4 separate regions of the Mus musculus genome follow, and regions 1, 2 and 3 are each linked to region 4. A link is a contact called in public HiChIP or PLAC-seq and promoter capture Hi-C data. All regions are on one chromosome and are shown on one strand. The core of a region is the stretch at or near the end of the contact, and the rest is flanking DNA. Distances in the headings are between cores, read along the strand shown.

Evidence for each region. Promoter capture Hi-C pulls out the DNA fragments that hold promoters and counts their contacts. HiChIP or PLAC-seq counts read pairs in DNA pulled down with a chosen protein or histone mark.
Region 1: an H3K4me3 HiChIP or PLAC-seq map of neural tube shows a contact between it and region 4, with 3 times the contacts expected there. The contact joins the enhancer-like site here to the promoter of Sorcs3 in region 4. A contact is called at or near these places in 1 of 39 promoter capture datasets (hippocampal neurons) and 6 of 115 datasets of contacts at active chromatin or transcription factors (VIP interneurons, embryonic forebrain, embryonic hindbrain and 3 more).
Region 2: a contact with region 4 is called in an H3K4me3 HiChIP or PLAC-seq map of embryonic limb bud, with 6 times the contacts expected there. The contact joins the enhancer-like site here to the promoter of Sorcs3 in region 4. A contact is called at or near these places in 6 of 39 promoter capture datasets (the 3T3-L1 cell line, cranial neural crest, embryonic stem cells and 3 more) and 7 of 115 datasets of contacts at active chromatin or transcription factors (VIP interneurons, embryonic forebrain, embryonic hindbrain and 4 more).
Region 3: a promoter capture Hi-C map of hippocampal neurons shows a contact between it and region 4, with 8 times the contacts expected there. The contact joins the enhancer-like site here to the promoter of Sorcs3 in region 4. A contact is called at or near these places in 4 of 39 promoter capture datasets (embryonic stem cells, hippocampal neurons, second pharyngeal arch cranial neural crest and 1 more), 7 of 115 datasets of contacts at active chromatin or transcription factors (VIP interneurons, embryonic forebrain, embryonic hindbrain and 4 more) and 1 of 9 other capture datasets (embryonic stem cells).

What each region holds. Positions count from the first base shown.
Region 1 is chr19:48,802,533-48,808,469 of GRCm38.p6, forward strand. It overlaps Sorcs3 (sortilin-related VPS10 domain containing receptor 3), which reads left to right. Exons shown (of 27, transcript NM_025696.3): 26 at 117-277; 27 at 1,090-2,973. The coding sequence ends at 1,154. Among named protein-coding and RNA genes, the nearest start is that of Sorcs3, 600 kb to the left of the region's middle. Within about 2 kb of position 2,224, at least 5 of the 459 cell types and tissues checked have an H3K27ac peak or open chromatin away from gene starts, as enhancers often do. A contact at or near this core is called in neural tube, where this site is marked.
Region 2 is chr19:48,776,262-48,782,390 of GRCm38.p6, forward strand. All of the region lies in intron 20 of Sorcs3 (sortilin-related VPS10 domain containing receptor 3), which reads left to right. Among named protein-coding and RNA genes, the nearest start is that of Sorcs3, 570 kb to the left of the region's middle. Within about 2 kb of position 4,785, at least 15 of the 459 cell types and tissues checked have an H3K27ac peak or open chromatin away from gene starts, as enhancers often do. A contact at or near this core is called in embryonic limb bud, where this site is marked.
Region 3 is chr19:48,721,829-48,727,462 of GRCm38.p6, forward strand. It overlaps Sorcs3 (sortilin-related VPS10 domain containing receptor 3), which reads left to right. Exons shown (of 27, transcript NM_025696.3): 14 at 1,062-1,169. Among named protein-coding and RNA genes, the nearest start is that of Sorcs3, 520 kb to the left of the region's middle. Within about 2 kb of position 4,238, at least 7 of the 459 cell types and tissues checked have an H3K27ac peak or open chromatin away from gene starts, as enhancers often do.
Region 4 is chr19:48,201,397-48,207,643 of GRCm38.p6, forward strand. It overlaps Sorcs3 (sortilin-related VPS10 domain containing receptor 3), which reads left to right and starts at 4,629. Exons shown (of 27, transcript NM_025696.3): 1 at 4,629-5,401. The coding sequence starts at 4,784.

The DNA of each region.
Region 1 (5,937 bases), core at 974-3,473, 600 kb after region 4:
GACACTGGCTGTTCCCTTTAATACCATTTCCTCCTCCTCTACTTCCCAGGACATCTTATTACCCACATCAGGCATGCTCTTTTATCTCACGCTGCTTTTGTTCCTACCTCATGTAGGAAAATCCCCTGGATTAACATCTATGCCCAAGTCCAACATGACAAGGAACAGGAGATGATCGGGTCAGTGAGCCAAAGTGAGAATGCACCCAAAATCACACTCAGTGACTTCACCGAGCCCGAGGAGCTGCTGGACAAAGAGCTGGACACGCGGGTCATAGGTATGTGTGCCTGTGCCACCGTGCTCAGTGTCCTCTGTCACCCAGTTATCAGTCATTTGCTGGCATTGTGTGTGCCACTAGACAGTCCTGCACTACAAGGCTAGGGGGAAAGTTGCCTACAGTGACATACTCTTCTTTAAAATTCATTTGCCACCTTTAGCTACATGAAATTGACAGACTATATATATATTTTTTTTCCCATTAGAATTTAATAAAGATTAGAAACATGGGTGTCCCAGTGGAGGATAAAGGCAATTATCCACTGCTATTGGGAGGTTTTTTTTTTTCTTTCTTTTTTTAAGTCCATAAACCTAAAGTCATATCAGTCCTTAATGATACTTACATGATGCAGTGTGTACTATGGACTGCCTTTACTTGGCCAATCAGTTAACCTTGTGAATGCTCAGTACCAAACATTCCTCAACTGTAAAATGGGACTAATAGTACCAGGATTCTGTTTAACTGTCATAGGCTGTCTGGAATTCTACTCTGAAATTGTTCCCCTCATTAAATTATGTTATGAATTAGTGCAATGCCTGCTCCATCTTTAAGTGTTTGCTACATGCTAGCTATTGCCGTAATGATCAATACAGAATACGATGATGGTCAGACTATTGTTTCTACCTAGGTACTACTATTTGGGGAGGTGGATGAGAAGTTTGCAAACTGGTAGGAATATCGAGATGCCCTCCTTCATTAAAACATACAACCTGTCCCAGGCAGTTTGGTATTTGGCAGAGAATAAAAAAGCTTCGCCACCCTAATGGAACTGACTTCAGTTTCGTCTCTGTGTCTTTTCTCCTCTTCTACAGGAAGCATTGCCACCATTGCAAGCAGCGAGAGCACAAAGGAGATCCCCAACTGCACTAGTGTTTAACCAAGAAGCCACGTGGCCAATCACCTTCCCCACTTTTTATTTTTGATGACTACTACTACTATTATTATGGAAAAATGAAAATGTCTTTTTTTAATCTTTTGTTTACCGTCATAAATAGTAAGCAGATGCTTAGCTTTGGGAGGCAAAAAAAAAAAAAAAAAAAAAAAAAAGGCATTCTTAGGCGATCATAAAGGGATGAAGGAATATATGGTTGTATTTGTATTAAGAATGCTTTTTCCCACGGGTTTCTTGCTTTACTCTGCTGTCAGGAGAGCAAGGTTCTTCTTGTGTCGTTCTGACTTTTTTGAGTTGGGTTTTTGTTAACTTCATCCTTCCTTACTCCTCCCATGCTCCACACTACATACACATACAACACAGACCATTCCCCAGTTCAATTGCAGGACGTAGGTTGAGGGGGAGTGGACGTAGCTGCCAAAGGCGCGCACACCTTTCCGAAAGAGGCCCTGCCTCATGCATGTCGAAACTGAGGCTAAAGATGGTGTATTGTATATAACTACAATGTAAATAGCTTTTTATTTCCTAAGAAATAATTTAATGTTTAGTAAAAAAGAAAACAGAAAAAAAGAAAGATGTGTGTGTTGGCTTCTGCACTCACCTTCAGAGCTGACCGCCCCCCAGCCTGCCTGATGTGTTGGATTCTGGATGCTCTCCAGCTGTCTTTCACACTCAACTCTTGCGTCTCTGTCCACACCATAGCCTGTTTCTGCTTATGTATATAAAGGGCATGGGGGAGGGCTTCTTCAGGGCAATTGACAAAGGAAGGACTTCAGTGGCGTTCAGGAACATGGGGGTTGTTTTTCTTCCTAGGATAACATGGAAGGAGTCACAAAGACTAGTAGAGACTTCAAACTCTCATAAAGAAATAAAGAAAAAAAAGGTATTTATCAGCCTGAGAAAGCAGTCCTCTCGAAGGAAGCAGCAAGGAATCTAAAGATCCTGTCACTCTGTTTTCTAATTGGATTTCGTGGATATGTGCATTGCCCATGGGGAGCCGCCCAGCTGTTCTGAGCTCAGAACATTCCCTGGGCATTATGTGAGGTCCAGTGAGCACCACCTGGCATGACAAGAATCAGAGAGGCTTGGAAGGGATTTCCCACTTGTGGAATCCCGAGTCTGTGCAAACCCTGCAGGCCAAACAAAGATCTAGTCTTTAATGATATTAGTCGGAGTGATTTTAGCAAAGCTGTGCTTTTTGCTTGTCAGATGTACACAACTTCCTTAAAGTCAGATGTCGGCCTTCAGTTCCCTTAAGGTAGTTCCCTCCCCTCTGGGGTGAATGGCTTTCCTAGCACCCCAGCCCCTCCAACTGTTTAACATGCCAATTCTTTTCAGTAGGATCACCTTACACCATGCTGCGAGCATCGTTTTCATTTTTGGGCTCTGCCTGTGCACACTTGTTTCAAAGAATGATATACTGTATATATATATATATGTGTGTGTGTGAGAAGAAAGGCCACATTTTGTACCTGTTAACCCTCATGGGATGCTGTTCATATTCCTCTTTGTGAGACACAGGGAGAATGTGATAGAGACATCCAGCTGGCTGCAGCATAGGTCAGTATCAGAAGGGTTTCTAAAGACCCTTCTTTTTCATTTCAAGGGTTAAATGGGGCAGACAATTGCAATTTGTGTACTAAATACTGGAATACAGTGCATGAGTCATATCTATATATATATACAGTATATGTACATATACTGTTCTTGGTTTTACTGTTCCATTTGAATATTTCTACTGTAAAAAAAAAGACAGTGGTTTTGAAATTGTTGAAAATAAATGTATTTTTGTACATCAAAGCTATTTACTTGGCGGAGAATTCTCTCTTTTAGTGTTTTTATTTTTTACATAGTGTATCCATAAGACATGGCTTCAATACTATTACATAGCCACCCCACCCTGCACCCCTCAAAAGGAAAGGCTTATTGGAACACATACGTATGTATCTTTTGTTTATGAGTCTATGAGTTTATGAGTTTATGAGTTATGATTGTGATTTGGTAAGCTCAGGCCTTGCAGGCTAGGTTGGAATACCCGGCAAGCTGGTGTCCGGTGTTTTGAGTCTGCCCTATAAGAAAATTGCAGAATTCCACACAAGACATGCTGAAACCTGGTGTGAATGCTTAGCCATTTTTTTCTATTTACCTTTGCTCACATTGCCATGTCTAACATCAAGGCCCAAGGAAATACACTCTTCCTCCTGTGTTGGTGGTCACTACTAGATTACATAGAGTGAGCTGTGGATAAATATTGCCAGCACAGGGAAGGAATGAGCAACTTAAAACAATAGAGATTTGTTAGCCTTCTTTATTTTCTATCACCCTAGTGGGGCTTCTGTTAAATGATCTTTTTAAATCAGAATCCATGTTTGTTATTCAAATGTGAATGGCCAGGTCTTTGGGCATAGATATTAGCAACCACAAAGGCTTTGGATACTAATTTCCAATGAGTGGATGATCTGGAACTGCCACTCGGGTCTTATAACTTTTGTGTGGCTGTGAAGAGACACTATGACAATGACAGCTTATAAAAGAATTGACTTAATTTGGGGGCTTATCCTCAAGGCCGGGAGGATGGCAGTAAGCATGGCAGCAGGCAGGAAGACAGGCAAGCATGGTGCTGTAGCAGCAACTAAGAGCTTACCTCTGACACACAAGCATGATGCAGAATAAGAAAGGTTACATTCTGGTTCTTATGCACTGGGGAGAGAGGAAGAAATAACAGAAGAAAGAGTTGGCTTGTGAAAATTCAAAGGCATACTTCCTCTGACCATGCCACAACTCCTTCTCCTTCCCAAATACTTCCACTAAGTGTTGACCAAGCATCCAAATATATGAACCTTGATCATTCAACCCACTAGAAGATGTGATCAAGAGGAAGGACAACTGTGGAGAAATAGGTCCTCCCTTTGATCTACTCCTTCCTGACAGCAGTTTGAGGAATGTAAGTAGTCTGTTTATATCCCTCTATTAAGTAAAATATCTAATATATTTCTGAGAGTCTCAGAAACCTAAGAAACCAGAAAGATTTGGTCCAAAATTTAGATCATGTTTTGAAAACTAATCAACTATTCTGAAATTGTATTTGAAGATAAGGGATTAGGCAAATGTGGTTTGATTTTGATGTCACTGTATTTAAAATTATACATAATTCTTCATATTGCTTCTTTTTAGTCATATTCATCTTTGTATTTCTTTTATGCAGTCTGAGGATTGAACCTATAGTCTTTCACAAGCTGACTCAGTGATTTCTCACCAAACTACATGCTCAGGGCCACAAGTTGTGAAGTTAATTTTTTTTTTCCTTCATCGACTATCACGAATATTCCTTAGGGAATCTCCTTAAGAAGCTTTTTAGCCTATCAGTTTACAACTGAAAGTAGCTCTACTTCTTGAATGGATTTTAAATGTAGAGCTTCTCAAGTGGTGTGAAGTATCTAAAATCTCACCTCACTGGAAAGGTGTTGCTTTCCATGGGAGCTGAGTTCTCCTGTTATGTCTGGGTTAGTAAAGTTGCTCCCTCAGATTAGCAAGGAACCAAAATGAAATAAAAACAGGAGAACATTTGAGTCAGTCAAGAATTTCACTTGAATCCCTGGCTAAGAATAGAGACACTGGAACCACCACCAGCATGTGGCTTTCAGATTTCTCAGTAGCAGACTGAGGGACAGGGTTAAAAGTATGGTTGGCTTTAGCTGTTTCTGTGTAGGGTTCTTCCATTCTGGAGAATCTCTTTGCATTACAATTGTCTTCTCTAAGGCTATTCTAGACACAACAGCTAAGCCTGAAGACGTGCTGAGATGCAGCTGTCAACTCCATCAGCAGACTCTCTCAAGGTTCTCCTGTACCCTGGAATCACAGCTTTCTCTGCCTCTGAAATAGCTCAGAGAGGGGATGGGTAGGAATCCTACTTCTGCCTCCTGATACACATTAATCTACAGACATGAGAATAGCTTCCAGATTTGTCTTTTTCTTCTTGGGTAAAAACGGAAATATTGAAAGTTGCCCAATTGTATTATCTGATGTAAAACCATTATAAATTAGTGTATCCATGGGTTATTTGAAACAAAGAACGTTGAGAGGCACAAGTTAAGAGATTTCTGATCAGCAGCAGCTTATTTCAAACCATAAGTTCCATATATATATATATGATATACATATGTATGGATACACACACACACACAGACACACTACTTTATGGCGTAGTTATTGATCTTCAGAAAGATGAAAGGCCCATTTCCAGGTTCTTAAGTTTTAAGCTCATAGGTAAGGCCATGCTAGAAAAACTAGCACTGTAAAGGATAAACTGGAATTCAATGAGGAATGCAGTTCTCCTATTTTTACACATAATATCACAACAGACCTAAAGTCCATGTCTCTTATAAAACTGTAAAGTCAGAACCATCCCATACCTTCTTAAAAATTACAAAACTACATTTTCATTACAGCAGACTACCAGGTATCATCAGACAGCCTGGTTGTAGGCCAGTATGTCTTCCATATTTACAGTGTTCAGAAGGATTAGAACCTAAGTCCCTCTGTGTGTTCATCATGTAGCAGCATCTATCTAGCACCCCTCTTCTGTTGCCTTGTTAACACAGTTGCTTGGCAACCCATGTGCCATGAGTATTACAAAGTTCATTTTACAAATGCAATGGAGTGTTAGATACAAAACAACAGCAGCAATCAAACAAAGAACTCTAGCAACAAAAGCAGAGAAGAAAACAAGAAGAGGAAGAGGAAGAGGAAGAAAAAACCCCAGGGTCAA
Region 2 (6,129 bases), core at 3,535-6,034, 580 kb after region 4:
GCTATTGGATGGAACACAGGGCCCCCAATGAGGAGCTAGAGAAAGTACCCAAGGAGCTAAAGGGGTCTGCAACCCTATAGGTGGAACAACATTATGAACTAACCAGTACCCCGGAGCTCTTGACTCTAGCTGCATGTGTATCAAAAGATGGCCTAGTCGGCCATCCCTGGAAAGAGAGGCCCATTGGACACGCAAACTTTATATGCCTCAGTACAGGGGTGGGTTGGGAGGGTGGGGGGAACACCAGGGCCAAGAAGTGGGAGTTGGGGGGAGGATCTGGGGGACTTTTGGGATAGCATTTGAAATGTAAATGAAGAAAATACCTAATTAAAAAAATAAAAATAAAAAAGGAAAAAAAAAGATACAAAAAAGTCTAGGAACAAACTGTCATATCAGTACTTGGAACAAGCAGGCAACTCAGTAGGTGGAAAAGGGTCCCAAGAGCAGATGAAAGAGTCTGAGACACCTGCATGCTCACTCTTAAGAGTGCCACAAAAACACTAAGCTAACAACCATGACTGTGAACTTCCCTGACAGGGGAGACAACATGATCAGGAAAACATTAAGAATCCTCACCATTCCTTCTTTAAATATTTGGGAGAATTTGCTAATAAACCTTCAGGAATTTGTGTCTTCTGTTTCCCAAGGCCATTGGCGCTCCACTTTCTTCAAAGGTACAAAAATCCAAAGGACTCTTTGCATTTTACGTATCTGCTTGTGTGAGTTTGGAGACATTTGTCTTTCAAAGACTGTTGCCTTTGTTAAGTTTGCAGCAATAGAAATGTTCATTGGGTCAGTTCACTGTCCATTTGCTAGCCACGAGGTCTGTAGTGGGTTCTTCTTACTGGTCTGTAACATTTACGTGAGCATGCTTTCTGTTTTGTTTTCTTTTTTTTTTTCTTAACCTGGTTTTTTCTAAGAGCCTGTTTTCTATTTCTTTGGCCATCCTTATTGACTTCCTGTTTCCTGTTTCCTGTTTTCTATTGTTTTGCTTTGTTTTCTGATCATATTATTTCTTCTCTCTGGCTACTTTGGCACCAAGTTATTCTTAGTTCTGTAGTGTTCTAGGGAGAAGTGTAGATGGCTGGTTTTAGGGCTTCTTTTCTGACTAGAACATTCAGAGTTATCAGCGTTGTCCCAGGCCCTGCTTTTGGTGAACCTTGCAAATTATGGTAAGTAATATTTTCCTATTTGTTTAATTTACAGCTAGTTTCTTTTCAGATTTCTCTTTGTCTCCCATTCATTTTAGAAGTATTTTGTTTAATGCCCAGTATTTGTAGATTTTCTAGTTATCTTTTTGTTGCTGGTTATAACTTGATCAGATTACAGTCTAAGGGCAGCATGGCAGGATATCTAGTCTTTCCAATTTGTTTAAGAATGTCTAATGGTCCAGAATATTCTTTTCCTAGGTAAAAGTTCTATGTGGGATTGAACATTATTGATATTCTGCTGTAATTTTAGTTATCTCTATATACGCAATAATATAAAGTTGATCGGGCTCTTGAGTTCATGAATGCCCCCGCTGATCTTCCCTCTTCTCTAGCATATCACATGTACTTTTAAAAGCTTTATCCATGAGTCATGTGTGTACCTAATACTAATGGGATGATCATAAATCCTCCCCTGCCTCTTCTGTCACAATCGTCACTCAACACATTTAAGCACATGGAATCAAATGCATAGTTACTGTTACTGTTTTGAAGATAATGTTCCTTGTTATGCTAACAATGAAAAGGAAAAACAAAATATCTTCATTTTTCTGTGAATGCTCTATATGTTTTTCAGAGTTTCTTACCACATTATTTTCTGTCCTTTAAAATAACTTAACAATTCTTGCAGAGCTCATTTGCTGATAAGAAAGGTCCCTTTGGTTTGAGAAAGTTCTTTTTCTCCTTCACTTTTACAGGATAATTATCCAGGATGCAAAGTTAGAAGTGTATTTTTTTTTCTCTTAGGAAAGTTTGCTTTTTTTCTGAAGTCATTAATTATGTCATAACACATTCTTTGTAACCGTATAGTCTTTGAGATGTTTCGGAACTATGTCTTACCACTTTTGTTGTTTATATCATGTTATTTTTCTTTATGTATCTCTTCTTCTAAGAGCTGTAGTTTGAGACTTCCGTGCCTGACTGCTGGGTCTTCATTATTGGTGTGATTTAGGGAGCACTGGCCTTTGAGGAGCTGTAGTTTTTTTCTGAAAACAATGTAGTTGAGACACAGCATTTATTTCTTCCCAGAATTCCTTGCATGCTTTAATCTTTCTTTTTCTGGGATCTCTGGTATCATATCACACACACACACACACACACACACACACACACACACACACACACACACACATCCATACCTTTTGTACTTAGTTCCATTCTTGGATTTGTTTTGTTCTGTTTTTATTTACTTTATCTTTTCAGTCTTCACCATACTTTGATCTCTTTATTTTTTATTGTGGGAGTCTCAGCTGCTTTGTCTCGGTTTTAGAGATTCCTTCCTCACAGGTGTTCTCTTACTACCAAATCCATCTAAAGACAGTGTTACTATCATTAGCTTCTTCTTCTGTTCTGTTCTCTCCTCTCCCCTCTCCCCTCTCCCCTCTCCCCTCTCCCCTCTCCCCTCCTCTCTCCTCCCCTCCCCTTCTTTTCTTTCTTTTTTTTTTTTTTGGTTTCAATTTCCTCATTTATATTGTACTTCATTTCATTGTGTACTTCCTAGGTGTTTCACAGTATACACACACACACACACACACAAAGAGAGAGAGAGAGAGAGAGAGAGAGAGAGAGAGAGAGAGAGAGAGAGAGATTAGGTTGGGTTTGTATTGAGATAGTATCTCTTTTTCCTATGGCTGTTAGACTAAGATAAAACCCTTGCAAGTTAGGCTCTGATTTAATAGTTTCTTCTAGGAAAATATTTTTTTTAAGCCACAGTGCACTGATGCACTTATAAATGATCCCTTATCCCCTCTCACTGAAAGAAGCACAAACACACATTTCTCCAGTATTTATGGGAGAACCTGGTCAGCTCCTGGCTATAAAATTTTCCAAGCCATGAAGGCTCCTATGACTCACTGGATCCTCCCTGTGGGTTTCACTCCCTGACTTTGTTTATTTTAAAAATACATTGTGTACTTGGTGTTGCTTATCTTGGCAAAGGTATTAATTTAAAATAACATAAGAAATGTACCAAATTATAATGGTGTAGTTATACATTAGGAATGATGATGTGGAGTCTACCTCTGTCCTCGTTCTAGAAGGTTAAGGCTGGGAGATGCCCTATTCCTTATCTTGTGGAGGGTGACAGCATGATGCAATAGAGGGCGCATGGACACGGGATTGGGAATCATGAGTTAGGTTGCTAGAGTGGCTATGTTTTAGATAATCCTGAATATTTGAGCTTGATCAAGTTGTTTGTCCTGAGATGTTATTCACTCACTCTCTCATCTTGCCTGTTGTATAAAGTAAGATAACCACATATTTAAATGTCACATACTATATGGTCAGCAAGTGTATGCATTGTAGCACATCACTGAAAATGCTCTCTTAGATGGGACAGTGGAAGATGGACAAAGGTTCATGAACCGAGGGGGAATCTCAGTTTGTAGTATTTCTGCCCAGTGGCTTTAATTTAACTTCTCAGTAGAGGTGACTTAATGCTTCTGCATTTTGTTTTGTTTTGTTTGCTAACTAGGGAAACAAATAAGTCTATACTCGGTGCAGTAGAAAAGTCGCTCACAGTGTACAACCAGCATCCCAATTTGAAACACTTGATTAGTTGCGGAAACGGACCCCAGACTCAGGCCTCCTAAATCAATGCAGCGCAGGTCATCCCTCAGCGTGAGAAGGCTGCGTTGCTGGGAAAGGTTCTCCTCTTGGTGTTACTGAGCAGTCATTTTTCTTTAAAAATCATGAGATATCCACAGAAGAAGAATAGCAAAGTCATTGCAGGAAAGGTTTATTTTTTTCCCCTGAGAAAGTGAGAGGTCAGTTTGTGTTTGGGGAATTATTTTCTGTTAATATACATTTGCTTTATCATCTTTACTGAGAACCCACTGTCTGTAATGAGGCCAGTTATTGGATGGGTCTCAACATAGAGATTAACTTGGCAGCCAACAGGACGCTGAAGGTGCAAATGTAATCTGTCTCTGCAGTGGCTTATTTCTTTTGAGGGCTGATTCTAAAATATGAAGCACCTAATAATGGCCTATGTGTATTTGATTTAAAGTAACAAATGAATGGAAAAAAGATTGAACATTTTAGTTTTCATTTCCCTTATAATTATATGTTACCTTGAATTATAGAGTCTGGAGCAAAGAAACTAATACTTAACATGTGACCATCTTGGAGTTATACACTGAAATCTCTCTTCCACATATAGATGTTATGACATATTATGAGATTTTAAAGTGCATACTGGCAACTTAGTTTTAATTTTTTAATTGATTACTAGAAGTATTTCTTTGGTTAAAAAAAGTTCCCATCTACAAGCTGAGGAATGGTAACTAGCATACAAGTACCCAAGAAAGAAAGGTCTTAGAGTTAATATTCATTCCCAAAGAACAAAGCTAACAATGCCTAAGACTGAAAAGTATAAAAATAGCTTTAGAAGATGACAAACCTGGGTTAAAATACAGATATAGTTTTCTTTGTTCTAGTCCTTTTGTCAAAACACTTAACTTTCATTGAGTTGTATTAACTGTTGGATCTAAGTACTAACAGTAGTAACTACAATTGACCATTGCCATGAGTATCAGCTAAAAAATGCTCATGAGTCATGGAAACCATGACAAGGCATTAGGGAACATCAGATGTTGTTTTACATACCGGGATAAAAGTCTGATATAATTCTGCAGGTCATGTAGGTGTTTACAAAAAGCAGTTACTTCCTGCATTTGAAAGAGATACATTTTCAGTATTTTAGTGTTATCACCATGGTAGAAACACAGCATCGAGAAAGGGGGCCACATGGCCCCATGGTTTATCAAATGACCACATTTGGTTGACAAAGGAATGAGTGTCTTTGAGTGTGAGTAAGTGTGGTCACCTTCAGAGCTATTTGGCTTCCTTTGCGTGGCAAACTGTTCTTTTAAATGAACTAGCCCTAATTTTAACTAGTTATTCCTAGTATTTGTTGTATTTTCTCAATTCATTATTTTATTTAATCATCAGAACAGCTTTATTTATTTAATAAACAGAGGATACTTAGGCTGGTAACCTCAGGAGGTAGTGGTGTGTGTGTATGTGTGTGTGTGTGTGTGTGTGTGTGTGTGTGTGTGTGTGTGTTTGGTGTATTGTGCATAAATGTTCAATTACTAATTTTAACTGAACTTCCCCATTAATCTATAGTTATAGCACAGTTATAAATACTATTTTGCTTTATTTCTTTCTTACCTTTGTGCATGTTTAACTTTTTTTTCATAATTCCCAGCATGATATTCCCACAATTATACATTCTGCCTTTTCATTTCATATGATAAGCACTTTTCACACATTGCTATATAATATACAGAAGGTTTGAAGTGAGGCAAGCATAATGACTGCATTGTTTATTCAATTTGGCAGTGGTAGGCTTGATCAAGGTGCACATTTTAAACTGTGGATATTTTATGATGTGCAACATTCTTGCTGTGTAGACTGCTGGTGTAGCCTGTATCCAGAGAATTTTCCCCAGATTCGGTTGCTAGTCCATTAGTCAAGTGGCAATCTTATAACTAAATAGTTTCTCAGAGCTTTTATTATTTCTTGCCAGGCACAGTTGGATAGTTTGTGACCTGTCATATGTGAAGGACTCTTCATTGTGAGGAATATAACCCAAAGCCTAGGCAGTGCAGGAAATATTTTTCTAAGGGGCCACACTGCAAGCTGGCCCTGCAGCTCGGACAAAGCAGAGCCGAGAAGTCAATCTGTTGCCTGCTGGGTTTGTGGGTCTCTGAATGGCCAATTTGCTGGGATTAACAGAGGTCTGGCTTAATAAATGTGTCTGCATGCCTAATAGATTTGAGTAAATGAACCTTAAAATACTTGATTTAATTTAGCATTGGGCATTCTGTATCAGTGGCCAATGAAGCACTCAAGGATCCTGATGACTGCTCCAGCTTTCTCGGGAAGGTGAACTCAGCCACGGTGCCATAACCGCTGA
Region 3 (5,634 bases), core at 2,988-5,487, 520 kb after region 4:
AAAAGTATTAGGGATATGATGATGAATGGAACAGTTCTTAACCTCAAAATGTTCACAGTTTTGTAAGAGTCAGGCACGTTTTCTGAAATGATATATAATATAAACGGCAAAGCACATAACAAAGATGTATATGGGAAGTGTAAGGGGTCATTCAAAGAGTAAAATAAGTACATTCTCTAACTCCTAAGAGCTTAAAATCTTTAATATATAGAAAGTCCCGTATATCTGAAGGGTTCAAAATCTTAAATTTTATACCTAGAGAAGATTTAGGAACTTGACAGGACCAAAATGATCCTAGGGGATTAAGAAGCCAAGAACACACCTTTGGGCTCTTTACGCTGCTTAAATCAAAATGTAGACAGGTACTTGATATTGTCAGGAAAGAGAAGGAAGCAGGCACATGGAATCAGTGCAGTCCCTTCCACTAGAAGCATCCTTTAAAGAACTGCATGTTCTGCATCCACAAAGGACCAGATCTGTATGTTACTCTTGGACAAAAGATGGGACAGGACATTTCAGAGCAGTTGAGAAACACACTAGCCATTCCTACAAACCCTTTAAAGTGATATTGAAAAGGTGGAATAGTCTCAGCATCCCTTCTGAACGAATAGGAAATTGCTTTTTTCTTTTTAAAGTTTGATCTGAAAGACACATGCACATCCTTTCTACAAGGCATTCCCACACTACTCAATTTACCTGTGTCAGACACTCAAAAGGCTGAATTGAACCTCAAATTTCATTCTTTGTATTTGAAATGTGACACTCTATCCATTGAGCCACCCTGCTTGTGTGTGTGTGTGTGTGTGTGTGTGTGTGGTGTGTATTTCCTCAATTCTAACATGCTAAAATATTTCTACAGGTCTTATGCCATTTCTGCCTGTCCTGCGAAGAGAAATTTTGATCAAATCTTATGATATAGGGAGATGTTGATGATTAAGTATTGATTATCTAAATTGCCAGATAGCAAGATATAGAGGAAACTTAAATAACCTAAAATATGGTTGTCAGAGATTGTGACTGTATTTTCAGCTGTGTCTTCCATGTATTTGTCTCTGCCCCAGGGTGAGTTTTGATGAGGGCCATTCCTGGGACAAGTATGGTTTCACATTGCTGCCTCTTTTCGTGGATGGGGCGTTGGTGGAGGCAGGAGTAGAGACGCACATCATGACGTGAGTATTTCCTTACTGTGGCAGAGAAGAGACTGGAGACCTCTGTTCCCCTTCATTTATAGACTCAGCATTTCCCTGGGGAATACAAGAAGTCATTTCTTCTCAAAGCAAGAGTTTCCTCATCTATGAAATGGAACTGTTTAAATTTGCACTCATCAAATCACAGAGCTACTGACAGAATCACAGGAACTCGAGCCCTAATTGGCTAGAGATATTTCTAACAATTTAAACACAGGGAAGTAGTCCCCTTATGTCAAAATCAACTACACAATTTAGCATTCACACATGAGTATCTGCTCAGCCTTCAACTTGGACCTAGCCTGACACTCTGGTCAGAACTGAAAGACCAGATGCTAACCCCAGTACTGAATTGCTACATGATAATCAAGACGTGAGGGAGAACACATTCATGACAAATATTTTTTAAGCTGGACTTGTGTTACAATACAACTTTTCTGGGGAAATGTATTATGTGGTGTAGATAAAGAGTTCCTCTAGAGTTCGTTCAGGGAAAACCAAACCAAACCAAACCAAACCAAACCAAACCACACCAAACCAAACCAAATCAAACAAAACAAAGAAACAGAAACATTGATGGTCCCTACTATGTGCCAGATAATATCCAGATAGACAATTCAGAAAGAAATGTCTACTTTCTATTATCCCCACTTGAGTAAATCAGAAGGACAAATGACTGCTTTGGAACCCAGAATACTGTATCAAAGATTCACATTATTTTTTAAATCAGGAAGTAAATAAAATAATATGGACACTTCTATCCAAATATCCACTCAAAACTCTTGTTTGAAGATTTTTAGGACATGAGATAACGTTCCAAAATCATTCCCTGCCTGGTACTTCCTCATTAGGCATAGAATAGAAGGCTTCTTCCTTTGTCTAGTGTTATACAGTAAAAGATTAGGTTGTGGTTTTAAGTTCTACAGGGCATGAACATCTGTATTCAAGAGGTGGTATGAGCTACTTTCTGATGGTACACAGCCAGAAGTCGTTACTTTTCCAATTCAAGTCTGACATGACCCTAGAATCTTGGTGAAATGTCCCAAATTCAACTCTTCTGTATTTTCTTTTATTTTTATTTTGTCTGTAAGAGATTTGCCTATTTTGGTTATCTTTAGCTCATGGCCTGATATATTTTGCTCTATTGTGAGATATAGTTTAACTTATTGTATGCTTCTCTTGGGCATGGCTTTGAACACCACGTGCCCAGGAATCTGTCCTTGGCCTGGTATTTTTTAGACTGTTTAAGGAAACAGTTTAAGTGTTGTATATATCTAATCTTAAATGGTAATAATTTTCCCCCTTCATGTGGAGTTGAGCTTGCTGCATGGTTATGACGGGAGACTGAACTCAGAGCCAAATCATTACAAAGGGATCAGATAGTGTTCTGTAGCCCTTCCCTTCTATGAGGATGTAGAGGTGCTCACCAGAGCTTCTGTACCTCTTCTGCCTTGCTTCAAATACGCAGCCTGAGTAGTTTACATAAGAGAGCAGGATCGAAAAACATACATGCCTCATGAAATTCAGATGGTTTTAGAAATATTCATCAAAACAAAAACTATACAATGTTGGGCCCTTGCTTTACATTTTTAAATTTTTACTTAAGAAATTTAAACCTTAATATTATGTGTTTTGATTATATTCGTTCCCTGTTCCTCTCCTGTAACTTTTCCAAGATCTCCCTCCATCCATACATCCCACCTTCATGTCTTCTATAATTTCTCTTAATTTTTAAAAACATAATTCATCGATTGTAGTTGGGGCAGCATGTATATCTATGGGTATAAGGCTGTCTACTGGTGAATAGGAAACCTACCAGGAGCCATATCACTGAAGAAAATGGTCTCTCCCTCCACTAGCAGCTTGGCTACTACTGCCTTGTAGTTCCTCATCTTAGAGTGGGGCTGTGCCTTAGTTTGGGTTTTACTGATGGAAAGAGACACCATACCCACTCTTATGAAGGAAAATACTTAATTAGGGCTGGCTGAGATCCGAGGTTTAGTCCATTTTCATCATGGTAAGAAGCATGGTGGCACACAGGTAGACATGGTGCTAGAGAGGTAGCTGAGAGTTCTACATCTTGATCTGCAGGTAGCAAAAGGAGACTGTGTATCACTCTGGGTAGAGCTCAAACATTAGGAGACATGAAAGCCCACTCTCACAGTGATACACTTTCTCCATTAAGGCTATGTCAACTCCAACAAGGCCACTCCTAATGGGCCAAGCATTGAAACATGGTAGTCTATGGGGCGCATTCCTATTCAAACCACCACAGGCTGTAAGTTCCTCCTGTATTCATTTCTGGAAAGTCATCTTCGTTGATCTTATGTAGGACAAAATGATAAGAGTAAATGTAGGTATACTTGTCATCAGGGGACCCTGGATTTTAAGCCGGGAGGTGAGCATAAGGACATGTGGACTTCAATACCCACAAATACACACACACACACACACACACACACACACACACACACACACACACACACACACACACAGGAACACAGGCAGACATGCACATGCATGCACATGTGTGCACATATACATGCATGTACAGAGGGGCATGATGTTATATTCCTATGAGGGAGATGTTGCTACATCTTCTCTTTAGTATTAGTATCTATCAGATTTGTACTAAGACAGACTTTAACCATGTATTCTTATTGGGTGAATGAAATATTGAATGAATGAGTAAGCAAATAATTCTATGAGTAACAAGAATCAGGGCTATATTATTACCTTTATGACTGCTCTCAGCCATAGCCCTGGGAGTTCTTTTGTTTTTGTTTTTGTTTGGGTTTTTTTAGTCAATTATACAACCCTAGGAATTCTGTCATTCAAAGCTTAGGGTATAGTCATTGCTTAAGAGTAATGTGCTTGGTAGTTGGGTTGGGATCAAAATAGGTATATCTATGCTCTGAGCAGAGTGGGTGTGTGAAAGCAGCGAAGCATCAGCAGAATAGCATGAAGGTTTAGCGGGTGAATGAGAGCCCTATGGACAATGGCTTCTGATTCCCTCCTGTGAGAACTGTCCAGTCCCACACTGTGATCTGCTGGGAAGTACGCACAGAGAGACAAAGTCTGCAGCTTGGAGGGCTGCGGTTTGCTTGCCTTCAGTGCTCTTTTTTCTATTGTCGTTTCAAATGTTATTATTTCAATGTCTCCCTGGTAACCTTGACAGCAGCCATCTATTCTAGCCTAATTCACAATGAAATGTGACCATTCTTATTACTTAAGGCTGAGAATACACTGGGTGATTGGCATGCCTGAGTGCCTATTGTGGTCTCAGGCAGAGGCTCTTGGGGTGACAAGATGCCAGCAGATTCTAGAGCATTTGGCCCCTTATAGTCCACTACTTCTGGGAAAGGTTGTTTGCCCTCCAAAATAACGCTTTAAGGGGAGCTCTTTTTCTTGTGGCTCAGATGAAGAGTCGGATGGAAAAGCTTCTTTCCTGCATCCTCAATACTGCATTTGATTTTCTTTACTAATATGAAAATTTGGAACCAATTCACTATGATATAGCTAATCTTTTACAGGGACTACTATGCAGCCTCTCAGAAAAAAAATATATCTAAGGCAAGAATAGTAGAATTTCCCTTGAATAAAATTCAGTTACTTATAGGAGCAGACAGCAAAAGCAGCCGAGGAGATGTCAGCATAATCCGCAAGAATCCAGCAAAGATGTGCAGCCAGTTTGCATACGTCTTTCACCTTCTCTGGGTCAGGTGTCACCATGAAGTGTTTTCTCTGAAATGTGATTCCATTGGACCTTCCAAGCACTCCTGCAGTATAGACAAGAATAGCATCCCTGAGCAGATGAGGATGCTAAAGCTCAGAGAAATGCCTAAAAGAGACAACATAAGAGCAAAGACTAGGAACTCAAATGGAGGAAGGGACAAGAAATCTCTAAGATCTGTTCAGTAAGGAAGCACTAGGGTTTGTAGGAGCATGTCAGGATTCTAAGGATTTAGTAAGCAGTGATGGATAACCTTCTGGGCTCACTGTTTCCTAAGCCAAAGAAGACGAGTCCCGGAACGTTATGTCACAGTATGTGTGAAAAGGCTATGATGAAAACATGAAAGAATTAGGGGTTAATTAAAAGGCAAGGCTTGAGGCAAATTGTGCTTGCTATTGGATGTCATCAGAAAGGTGGTGAAAGGCAGAGGAATAGTTACAAAGAACTCCATGGCAGTGCAGAGATGTCATTGCAGGTGGGTTACACAGTCTGAGCAAACAGAAAGGGTAGGAATGTGCCGGGCCTGTCAGAAAGAGGCTGCAAAGTAGGGAAGCCCACAAATGCCTTCGGCAAATTGGCTAGTCTCTACTGTCTTGCTGGCTCCCTTTGCAAATCCCCCTCTAATTGGCATAAATATCTGATCCATTGTTCTACTAGCAGAACTAATAGCTAAAGTGAAGGGGAGAGATAACATTTTTGCCTAGAAAATTATGC
Region 4 (6,247 bases), core at 3,379-5,878:
TTAACTGTACAAAGGTCATGACGTAACTTAGCAAAAATAAACAGAAAGTTCAGAGATTTTTTTTTTTAAACAATAAAATCAAGCAGCATTTAGTGAAAAGGACCACAAATTCTGTCCGGAAGTCCATTAGAGCAGTTTGTCAGGTCAAGAAGGTGACGGAGTGAGAAGACAGTTCAAGAAATGTCCCAGAAAGGATGCAATGTCGGGGAGAAACCCACATTCCTCGCCCTAAGCCTTAGAATGAGAACTTGCCATGGCATCTTCATCTTGGTTACTTTTCTGTGGTTGTGATAAAAATACCATCCAAGAAAATAAAATTATGGAAGGAAGAGTTTATTCTAGTTTATAGTTTTGGAAGGATAAGAGTTAGTTCATCATGACCAGGCAGCGTAGTAGTCAGTGTCAGGCATGGTGGCAGAAGCAGGGAGCAGAGAGATCATACCTTCAACAGCAAGTGGAAAGCAGAGGGCGAATTGGAAGTGAGTCAAGGCTGTGAACTCTCACATCTGTCTCCAGAAGTATTCTTATTACAGAAGGGCTAGACACCCTAAACATCCCCAAACACCGCCATCAAGTGGAGACCAAGTGTTCAAACACCTGAGCCTATGGGGACATTTCTCACTGAAACCACCACAGTCTTCATAAAAGGGGTGCTGACGGTTTGACTAATGATGGGAACATAAGTGAAATACTTCTTTATATGGACCTGCAGTGGGCGTTGAGAGGGAGCACAGTGCTTTCCCAATGTGTGAGTGTACTGTAATGGTTAGTAAAAAAACAACAACAAAAATCCCCAAGACTGTTTGGAAAGACTTTCAGCCTCATTTCATGGTTAACTTAGGGTATGATTTGCTCTCTCTAGTTTTCTACAATAGGAGCAGAAGGTCTGGTGACAAAACATTTTCTTTGTGTCGCCTCCTTTGCTTTTCCCCTTGGTTAAAGTGAAGGTTCACCTTATCGATAAACCTGTTCTTTTCAGCTGAGCCAGTTACCATATTAGCAAAAGAGACAGGAACATTTAGACACAGTCCTTTTTGTTTGAATTCCAAAGTTAGAAGGCAAGAAAACAAAGGATTTGGTGAAGATGCTGACATGATTATCATGATAATGGATATGGTGTTAGATACTATGGGACTTGGGGCAGACAAAAAAACTCGAGTAAAACCATAGCAGAAGGTACATTGTAGACTTATGGGACACAGTTAGAAGGGCCATGATGGTGGGACAGTACACACAACTTTGAATCCATTCTAAGAGTGTATAATGATTGATCACTGAAAAATTTGGGGATCAATTTATAACATCATCTTCCACATGAATTAACAAGTTGTATCTGAAGCTATGGTGTTTAAAAAAGAGTAGCCACCAGTTACTTATGGTAATTAAACATTCAAATATGGTAGCCTACATCCAAATCGTCTATAAGAGTAAAATATTTTATTGTGAAGACTTGGTACAAAACATGTTAAAATATTTTAACAATTTTGATTTTGGTCATTAGTGGAAATGTAGGTGTTTGACAAATTCGACAGCGTAAAAATGTAAAATTAATTTCACTACAGTTACCCACGAGGCTCATATCTTGTTGCTGCATTGTTCTGGCTGGCTCCAAGAAGGAAAAACTTGAAGATCAGGAAATGATAGGCGGCTACCTCAACTCTTGGACAAGTGATGCTCCATGTCAGAATCACCACTGTGTTTGATTCTGGGAGCGAACAAGAGAGATCAGGTGAAGCCTTTTTAGTTGGACCTGACCAGTGTTAGGTCTAAGCGTTAAGGTTTCATGGCATGTGTTTGCATTACTGAGATGTGCCAGGGTGCTGGTGGGTCTTGATGCATGTGCCACGTGGTTCTTCCTGTCAATTCTCGTAGAAAGACTTAGCTCCCTACAAGAATAAAGTTGGGGCAGTGGGACTAGTAGCCTTATGACGAACACAGCTTTGAGAGAGTTCCAGATCTTGCAAGAACTAGATTAATACTTGAGATCATGGGTTGTCGTGAAGCCGGTGACCTCTTCTGTGTCACTCACATGCACTCCTAACCGTGATGGCATCCTTCATGCAGTGACAGGCATGGGTACCTCAGCATATGAGGCTGCCCAGTTTTGATCTCCACTGTTTCTAGAACTGTGAGCCAAAACAAACATATTTTCTTTATAACGTACTTACTTATCATCAGTGACAGGAGAAGCTAATCGAATGCGATTAAAGGTAGTCTCGGGGTGGAGGGTGGGGTGTGTCCTAACATGTTAGCGAACAAGAGAAAAACTATTGGGAGAGGCTTTGTCACGTTAGAAACTGTCACCCCTATGAAAAGCATCTATATACCTCTGCCTTCAACATTTTAGCTGCTGAGTCAGCCTGGAAGATCTCTCTTGGGAATCACAAGGGTAGATGTTCCTGATGAGAAAGGCAAACTCACTTAGAGGTTCGCGGATTGCTTTCCTTGTGTGTGTGTGTGTGTGTGTGTGTGTGTGTGTGTGTGTGCCCGCGCGGGGGAGTGGGGGTGGGGGTGGGGGTGCGCATAGAGGCGGCGGCGAGGAAATTGGTCAGCTCCTCCCTTGTGGGGAGACTTGGGAGGCTGTAAGAGCCTTGTATCCAGAAGTGAACGGACATACCAGATCTCTTAAATCCTAGCACCCTGCTTAGAAACGGATCAGGGGGGTAAACCTCACTAGGTTGCGGTTGCAGCTCCCCGCCTTCTCCGGTAGGGGCGCTGGGCACCAGCAGATAGCTTATTCTCTCCCAGCACTGGCTCCAGCGCCCACCTGGATCCGTAGCTTTGCAACTTTTCACCCCTGCATCAACGCGCTGACCCGCGTCTGGAAAAAAATCCACGAATGCCAAGTTCATTTCATTCTTGGTGGGAATTACCCTTGTCTTCTTTGTCCAGCCTAGCCATCTTCTCCGCTCCCAATTTTCATTTTAGCTTTGGTGGGAAAGCAAGTTCAAAAGGCGAGGGCTCCCGGGAATCCCTGGCTTGCATCCTTCAGGCCCAGAACCCCGCTCCTTCGCATCGCAGCACACCTGATCTTTCCCAGGGTGTTCTCAGAGTTCCTACTCTTCTTTCGCATCATCCTCTCCCCTCCCCTCTTCCATTTCCCCTCTTTGTTTGCTCACACCTCCAACCACAATTCCTCTTCCATCGCCAGCTTTCACCTTCTACAAAGAATCTCTTCTAATTCCTAAGGGGAAGGAACAACTTGGAGGCTATGTTCCTCGTTTAGCCTTGGCACTCCCCCCTCCCCCATCCTTTTCCGGTGTTTCCTGGAGGCCACCTGTCCTAAAGGTTGTAAGCCACGTCTCCAGCCAGCCCTCAAGCTTAGCACCCCTCTCTCCACCTCACCAAAGTCTCTGTCTTCCTGAGGTCTGGAAGAGTCCCAGTCGCATCAGGCGCGCATACCCTCCTGCCACGGGGGACAGGGGACCTGATAAATGCTTGCTGCTTTGGGCAGGGGACCTTCCAAATAGTGGCAGACACTTTGAAACAAGTGGCCCTGCTCAAAAGCGCGTCTGGGGGTCAGAAGGGCAAGACCTAGCAGTCCCTGGCAGGAAAACAGGACCTGGATCTACTACTGTCCTCCCACATCTAGTGTAGGGTCCCCAGAATATCAGCCTTTGCTTTGCCCGGCGGCTTTCAGGCTCGCTTTCCAGACCTCCAGGCGGCTTAATCTGATGACGCCCACAGGTGCTGGAGGACCGTGCCTCATGAAGAGGGGTGCTACCCTTGTTCTCCACATTGCCTCTGACCACTCACAGGCTTCTGGATGTGCAAACAGCCTATGCGTGATTCTCGAGCACCCACGGCCGGAGCGCACCTCGCACTCCGCCCCGCCCCGCCCCGCCGCTCTCACTCACACAAGCCAGTGTAAACGCGCACGCAGGGAGCCGCGCGCCCCCGCACACCCAGCAACACCCCCCCCCCCCAGCTCAACCAGGTACCGACCCCCCAGGCGCCCTCCCTCCAGCCCTGGAACACCCTGGTCTCCCTCTCTCCCTCTCTCGCCTGCGCGCACGCACGCGCACGCACGCACTCCCCGCGCCCCCGCACCGGGAGGGGGCGCAGGCCTCCGGGGGCGGGGAGCCCAGAGCAGAGTCGTGGGTCCATCCCGCGCTTGGCTTCAGAGCGGTAGCTCCCGCCTGGCCCTGGTCTCCAGATCGAGAACAGTTGGCAGTGGAGATAATTTACTCCTCCTTCTCCTCCCGGAGACCCTATACTTCCCGCACGCCGTCTCCCGCTCCCAAGAACAGACCGAAGAGTGAATCCCCAAACGCAGCCAGGAGCGGCTTCCCAACTCCGCGCCCGAAGCTGGCTGGCTGGTGGTTGGATTTCCGAAAGACTCCGGATAAGGGTCTGCTGTGAGCCCCCCCCCCCCCTCCTCCAAGATCCAGCTAGCGTTGCCCATTTTAAGAGGATTTCCCTATTCCCTCTGAACACTCCTTTTCACAAATTTTTTAAAAGAGGTCGGTGGAAAAGATTGGGAGGGGGGGCATTTTAACAACAGCATCAAACCGGCCAGAGCATCGAGAGAGCATTTAATAAACTGCCTTTGGGTTTTGGAATCACCCTCTGGACCTGGGAGCAAGCGATCCAGAGGGGAAGAGTGTAAGGGACAGGCGAACCACCTCCTTCCCGGCCGCCCCCTCCTCATTCCCCTGACACACTCGCTAGCTTGCTTGCCGGCGCGCGCATCCCTCCAGCACCCCCCACCCCCCCTCCATCGGACCCGCACCTCGGCGGGCGCCACACACTCGGCAGCCCGAGCCGTGGTAGCCGCAGCGGGATGGAGGCGGCAGGCACTGAGCGCCCCGCAGGCTGGCCCGGGGCACCCCTCGCCCGGACTGGGCTGCTGCTCTTGTCAACATGGGTCCTGGCCGGCGCCGAGATCACTTGGGGCGCGACAGGAGGTCCGGGGCGCCTGGTGTCCCCGGCTTCACGACCACCAGTGTTGCCTCCTCTCTTGCCACGGGCAGCGGAGAACCGGTGGCCTGAGGAGCTGGCATCTGCACGGAGAGCCGCTGCACCGAGACGCCGGTCCAGGCTAGAGCCACTATCCCAGGCGAGCCGCGGGGAGATACGGACTGAAGCTGCGGGAATGTCGCCTGAAGGCGCTAGGTGGGTCCCGGGCATTCCATCTCCTAGCCAGGCGGGCAGTGCGAGGAGGACTCGCCGGGCGCAGCCCCCAAGCCCCCTGGAGCGCGGGGACTCTTGGGCTACTGCTCTCGCAGATGGTGCCAAAGGAAGCCGTCCTCACACCAAGGGTTCGCGAGAGGAGGTGAGGGCGACGCGGACTGGAGGAGCGTCCACTGAGGAGCTCCGGCTGCCCAGCACGTCTTTTGCACTGACCGGGGACTCGGCTCATAACCAAGCCATGGTGCACTGGTCGGGACACAACAGCAGTGTGAGTACCCATCTGGCACAGATCGCTAGTCTCCTGACAGCCGAGGGTAACGGTAATGGGAGGCGGGGGGTGGTGGGGGGGGGGGTGAGGAGAGGGGCGAGGGACAGATAGTTTCTCAGGGTCCAGAAGGAGAATCAGAATCCCCGGACTTTTAGAGAGGGGTTTGTCCTGCCCACTTCACGCCCCCAACAGGTTAGCCGAGTTTTGTTATAAGATGGCGTGTGCATCTGTTTACTGAAGACCCCAGTACTGAGGCTGTCTGGAGGGCTAAGAGGAAAGTGTGTCTTAAAAGCTGTCTGGGTGAGGAATCTGGTCACTCTCTCCCGCATCCAGGTCGGAGAGTGACTTTTTCTTTTCTGGGGAAAGGATGGATGCTTGAATTCGTGAGTGTAAACATGGGCTGATGTGGAGAAATCTCTAGACAAATTCCCGAGACTGGAGGAGCTCCCTTTTAGCCCTGGGGTCATGTGAAGGGAACCAGGGAGCTAGGGAGACTGAGGCCACAGGGACAGCAGAACACTTGTTCATTTTGGGGTCGCTGCTCAGCACATGACGTTCTAGCCAGGCTGGGAGCCGGGCTGCATCATCCAAGCTGGAAGGCTTTCCTAGTGGGGGCAGGCAGGGAAAAAAGTTTAAGGCGTGAAGCGAATTTCCACACCCTTTTCCTACTGCTTATCCTCGTGCTCCTGCTCGCTCTGCACGCACGAGTAGGGGAGCAGAAAACTCACTTTTGCCTCTGTGTCCTGCTTCACAAATGGCTCAGGGACTCTGGGATCAAAGTTGAGACCCTGCCCTTTCTGAGCACATCTCTTCCCCCTTTTCCCTTGCCATCTGGGCCCACAAGAT